Linked DNA regions of Ovis aries: region 2 is linked to region 1. A link is a contact called in public Hi-C data. All regions are on one chromosome and are shown on one strand. The core of a region is the stretch at or near the end of the contact, and the rest is flanking DNA. Distances in the headings are between cores, read along the strand shown. Region 1 has its middle 28 kb from the start of ADIPOR2. Region 2 overlaps DCP1B (decapping mRNA 1B).

What was found. A called contact is a pair of places that touch in the nucleus more often than the background predicts.
Region 2: a Hi-C map of hypothalamus shows a contact between it and region 1, with 5 times the contacts expected there. The contact joins two enhancer-like sites. A contact is called at or near these places in 9 of 16 Hi-C or Micro-C datasets (blood, hypothalamus, liver and 4 more).

Annotation. Positions count from the first base shown.
Region 1 is chr3:213,994,100-213,996,799 of ARS-UI_Ramb_v3.0, forward strand. No RefSeq gene overlaps it. Among named protein-coding and RNA genes, the nearest start is that of ADIPOR2, 28 kb to the right of the region's middle. Within about 2 kb of position 1,267, at least 20 of the 54 cell types and tissues checked have an H3K27ac peak or open chromatin away from gene starts, as enhancers often do. A contact at or near this core is called in hypothalamus, where this site is marked.
Region 2 is chr3:214,150,750-214,153,449 of ARS-UI_Ramb_v3.0, forward strand. DCP1B (decapping mRNA 1B) reads right to left here. Exons shown (of 9, transcript XM_004006970.6): 9 at 763-988. The coding sequence ends at 908. Among named protein-coding and RNA genes, the nearest start is that of CACNA2D4, 17 kb to the left of the region's middle. Within about 2 kb of position 1,277, at least 4 of the 54 cell types and tissues checked have an H3K27ac peak or open chromatin away from gene starts, as enhancers often do. A contact at or near this core is called in hypothalamus, where this site is marked.

The sequences.
Region 1 (2,700 bases), core at 17-2,516:
TTTATTTTTTTCTTTATACATTTGGGCTTCACAGTGCAGCATGTAGGATCTTAATTCCCAGATCAGGGATCAAAGCCACGCTTGCTGTGGTTGAAGTGCAGAGTTTTAACCACTGAACTCCCAGGGAAGTCCCATAAGGTCTTTTTAAAGGAGATATTGGTACTTGTATCAAGGCAAGATCAAACGTAACATGGTTTTTAAAAAGCACACAACTATGACATGTAAGATCTTTGGAATCATCTCTCAGTCAAAGTTGCGGCTTCACAGGTGGCTCAGTGGTAAAGAACCTGCCTGCCAATGCAGGAGATGAGGGTTCGATCCCTGGGTCGGGAAGACCCCAGGAGAAGGAAATGGCAACCCACTCCAGTACGCTTGCCTGGAGAATCCCATGGACAGAGGAGCCTGGTGGGCTATATCCGGGATTCGAAAAGAGTCAGACATGACTGAGGATGCATGCACGCACTTGATCAGAGCCAATCGAAAATGCAAGGAATCTAATCTGGATTTGTTTGGCTTTTCGAATACCCAGAAATTCACCATTCTTCTCTAGGTTGACTTTGATTTTTCTTGAGAAGGGGACCACTGTGCTCTTCCAAAAGAAGTCATTAAAAAAATATATTAAAAAAACTTTTTTGGCTGCACTGTGTGGCAAGTGGGACCCTAGTTCCTCCTCCAGGGATCAAACCTGACTCCTCTGCATTTGAAGGTGGAATCAACCACAGGAAAGTCTGGAAACCACTTTTTAAGTCTATTTCCTGCTGTTTCTGGACCTTAGGGAACTTCAAAAGGGCAAAGAAACCTTGCACAGAAGCAGCAAGGAAGCAAGCCCAACCCTGGACCTCTGGAAGATGTGGCCAAGGAACCAGGCCCTTACTCCACCCTCCACAGGGTCTGGCCACCCACTCAGAGCCCTGTCTCCTCGCTGCCTACACCCCAGGCCACGCAGCCACTTGGAGGGCCCAGACCTGGGACTGCTCTGCAGTCACAGAGTCTACAAGTTGAGAAGCAGGTCTTTACTCAGGGTGGTGATTCTGCTACCATCATCCCTGGCCTTGATTTCAGTGAGGCAAGCAGTTGTCTAGAGATGCCCTGAACAGCAAAGCTCACACATTCTCTTGTTTATCTGGGGAAATGCCTTCTAACTCTAAACAATTGACTTACCAACTCCCTGAGAACAATGCCCATTCATCAGACGGGGACATTCTGCTCCCTGGGAGAGGGAGTGGGCGGGGTGTCACCCTGCAAGCTGGCAGACACCCTGCAAGTGTCCCAGCGCTTACTCAGAACATGAACATGCAGGGTGGGCTGGTCCAAACCTGCCCGGAGGAACACAGCCTGTGCCCCTGGCCCTGACACGTCCTGCCCGCATGCGCCTGCTCTTCTTTCTGAGCTGGAGAATACTGACTGGGTGCCTGTGTCCTCTGCTGAGGTCACATCCACGCCTTCAGATACCATCTAGGACAGAAACATTGAGAACAAACTTCACTCCTGGGGCAGGGTGGGGACCTCTTACGGTGTCTGCTCACTGTAAGTGAAATTGTTTAGAAATCAGAACATGGAGGTTTTTGTTTGGAGGTTTTGTTTTGTTTTGTCTTGGTGTTGCTTGTTTGCTTGCATTGCATGTAGGGAAATGCTTTATTTGTTTTTTCTTTTTTTTTTTTTAATTTGTTTTTTTCTTTCAGTTTTATTTTTTATTTTTTTGAAATGTAACTGAGACACTAAGTTTTAGGGGACCAGCACCTGACTTACACATATTCTGAGATGATGACCATGATGAGCTTAGTGTAAATCCATTATCTCAAGAGTCCCTGGGGGTCCAGTGGTTAGAATGTTGCGCTCCCACTGCTGGTGCCCAAGTCTGATCCCTGGTTGGGGAACAAAGATCCCACAAGCTGAGCAGTGCAGCAAAAAAAAAAGAAGACTCTATCACCGCCTAGAGACTTTAAAAAGAAAACCTTTTCTCCTTGTGAAGAGGACATTTAGGACCTACCTTCTTAACAGTCTCTAGACACTCCATACGACAGTGTTAACCACAGTTCGAAGGCTGGACATGACATCTTGGGACTAGTAGAATTCTAAGCAGAGGTAGAAAGAGTTTCGTGAGGCTGAAAGCTTACACAGTCAGAATGGCGGGCCGGCAGGGTGTGTGTGTGTGTGTGTCGGGGGGTGGGGCACAGCAATTTTTAAAATTACAAATGACATAGAAGGCCTTCCAATACAAGAAAGAAGACCATGAAGCCTAAGATTCATTCACTTACGGTAAACCCAACTTTGGGAAATAAGGAAAGCACCCAGAAGATTCCAGGGAAACACAGTCTTACACAGCTGTGAATGGCTTTTTCCAAAACATTCTTGGGCTTCCCAGGTGGCTCACATGGTAAAGAATCCACCTGCAATGCAGGAGACACGGGTTCAATCCCTGGGTCAGGAAGATCGCCTGGAGAAGGGAAATGCTACCCACTCCAGTATTCTTGCCTGAAGAATTCCATGGACAGAAAACATTCTCACTCCTTCTTGCCTTGACTGAAATCTGCATTTTTCCTGACAAAGCCATTTAGGCGAAAGCCCTCTGGGGTAAAGGCCCTCTTTGCTCCCAGCCCCCAGGTGTGGCCGTCTGGTCTGGTGGGGGAGTTGCCACACCCCGCGGTTAAAGACCTGGCTCTGTAGGGGCTCCAGCCAGACCACCTCCCCCATTTTGGT
Region 2 (2,700 bases), core at 27-2,526, 160 kb after region 1:
AGTGTAGGCATCTGGAGATCTTTTTATGGTCCGAGAAGAAACAGGGCTGTAGAAATGCAAAGCTGACTTCATTTCCGATGCTCGGCAGGGATTAGGTCAACCTGGACAGAGCCCTCCTGCCTCCTTCCGAGGGCGAGCCCCTTGGCTCTGTGAACACAAGCCCGTCTGGGCCGCAGCCATCCTGCAGAGGCCAAGAACTGGCTTCAAGATCTGTGGCCTTCCTCTCAGCTCTATTCGCTGAAGACTGCAAAGTGTTCCCCGGGGAGCAGAGGCTGGCTTCTGCCGAAGGGGCTGGACAGATGCTGTGTTGCTGGAAGCCTGGGACGTGTCTGGAGTCCTGGGATGACCCCCATAGAAACCAGCGGTGAATACTTTCAGCAAGCATTTCCCATCAAGGGCCCAGCAATCGGTGCCAATGGGTGCTGACAAACAGGTTGACTTTGTCTGGAAAATCGCTCCTCTTGTTACTGGCGAGGCCGGTGGGGCGCGTCGGTGGCTGCGGGCCTACACTGCCACCTGGTGGTTGGCATGTTCTCTGAGGTCCCGAAATAACTGCAGCTGCTGATGAAAAAGAAACCGCGTTCCTGGAAGGGAAGGGCTCTTTCCACGGGGAGAATACTCTTCAGAAATGAGGATGGGAAGAAGCAAACACTGCTGAAGCGCCGCATTCGCTGCGATGTGACGTGAGCAAAGGGCTTTTCCCACGCGCGCAATCCTTGGCACCCGGTGCCCTGAAGGATGGAATGAAAACAGACGCGTGACTGAAAATGTCTGAGACATTTTATTTCATATTATACATCCTTTTCTTTTCTTTTTTTTAAAAAGGCAGAAACATTTAGGGAAACATTTGACAAGAAACAGCCTTGAACTGGAGGACTTTGGACATGGGTTTTGAAATGTCTTGCTTTCATAGAGTCTTCTTCACGGCCGCTTGTGTCAAGCTGAAGAGATAAGCCTCATAGATGATATTCAAGAAGTTGTCGTCGTTCTGGAAAACAGAATCAGAGGCCCCGAGGGGGTGAGACTCGGCTGCAGAAACCAGAAGCTTAGTCTGTCTTGGGGCTGGGCTGGCACCAGATCCTAAGCTGTTCCTCCCCCCCTGGGTGCTCATGTGCCTGGTCTCTAAGCACCTGTGTGAATAGGGGGGCTGAGGCCAGGCTGTGGAGGTGGTAGGGATATGAGTCAGCTGTGGGTCCTCAGCGGTCAGGTGGGGAAGCAACAGGTGCTTGTGGCCTGCAGCTCAGGGCCCCAGCCTTGGGGAAGCACGGAGTGAGGCCAGCTCCAGAGAGGCCTGGTCAGTCCGCTGCCTGCAGAGACACCAGGCCTCTGGAGGCTGCTGGGGGAGGACAGGACCCACTCGATCCTGCCCGCCTGGCTGCAAGATCACTAGTGGCTCTGAAAGGTCCCCAAGTCACCCACAAGCAGTGGTTGTTGCTGTTTAGTTGTGTCCGACTCTTTACGACCTCATGGGCTGTAGCCCGCCAGGCTCCTCTGTCCATGGGATTTCCCAGGCAAGAATACTGGAGTGGGTTGCCACTTTCTTCTCCTTGGGATCTTCCTGACTCAGGGATCAAACCTGGGTCTCCTGCATTGGCAGGCAGGTTCTTTACTACTGAGCCACCGGGGAGGCTGGCCTTTACTGTGGGCCAAAGTGAAGACTTCAGGGCAATGTGCTTGGTGAAGCCAGAGCCAGAGCCCTGCCCTGGCCCCGTTAGCTGAGGAGGGCTCTGGCCTTGGCTGGGGGACAGCGATGAGACCGGGGGGCTCTGCTGCTGCTCCAGGGGCCGAGGGACCCATGGAGGTTTTCTGTTTCTGAAGCTGGAGACTCCCTCCCGCCGGGCTCTGTGGCGCTCTGGTGATCCACCCATGGCTCACACGCCTGCTCACTCCCAGGGGCTCACGGGGGAGCGGCCAGTGCAGATGACAGACTGTGAAATCTAACTAGCGAGGCCTGGGGGAGGGGCCACTGCAGCCCCGCAGCGTCTCTGCCCCTGCACCGAGAACTGTGGACAGGGTTATTAGATGGAGTAAGTGCCTCTACATTCACATTTAAGGGGTTTTTGTCTATTGCTCACAGAGGTGTATAGATGTCGTCCCCAAGCCTTCATGAACTTACCACGAGCGGCCCCTGGAAAAGGAGGGGGCTCCCCTTCCTGGCAATCAGGGAGGTTCGGGCAACTCCTATCTGTTCCGCTTTCATGCTCAGCTGCTTCCTGACCCCTTCCCCTCCTCTCTAAAATGCGTTACCTTCAAACTAAACAGTCTGACTAGAGGAGACTTCCATTTTTTGAGCCAGACTACAGAGCAAGGAAGTGCTGGCCGCTCTCTCAAGGCCCCCTGACACTCAAGCAAAATGACACGAAAATCCTTTTACCCAAAGAGACTACACAAAAGACCCCTGAACGTGAGACCTGAGCTGTCTGGGTCCGCCAGCTTTTCAGGGCCTGCCCTGAGTCCTGGGGTGTGCTCTCTCTGGGCCGCCCAGCCACCTCGTGGCGGGTCTGTGAGGTGGGCAGGGGGGCTGGACAGTGAGGCTGCGGCCTTAGCTCTGCTCTTCGCTGGCGGGTGCCCGCAGGCCTGTCCCTCGGCCTCAGCCTCCTGGTCTTGGAAACCCAGCCTGGCACAGCTCTGTGCAAGTGTCCTTGTTCTTGTTATTTCACAGGGACGAGTGAGCACAGGAAGTCATCCCACCCCATCCTC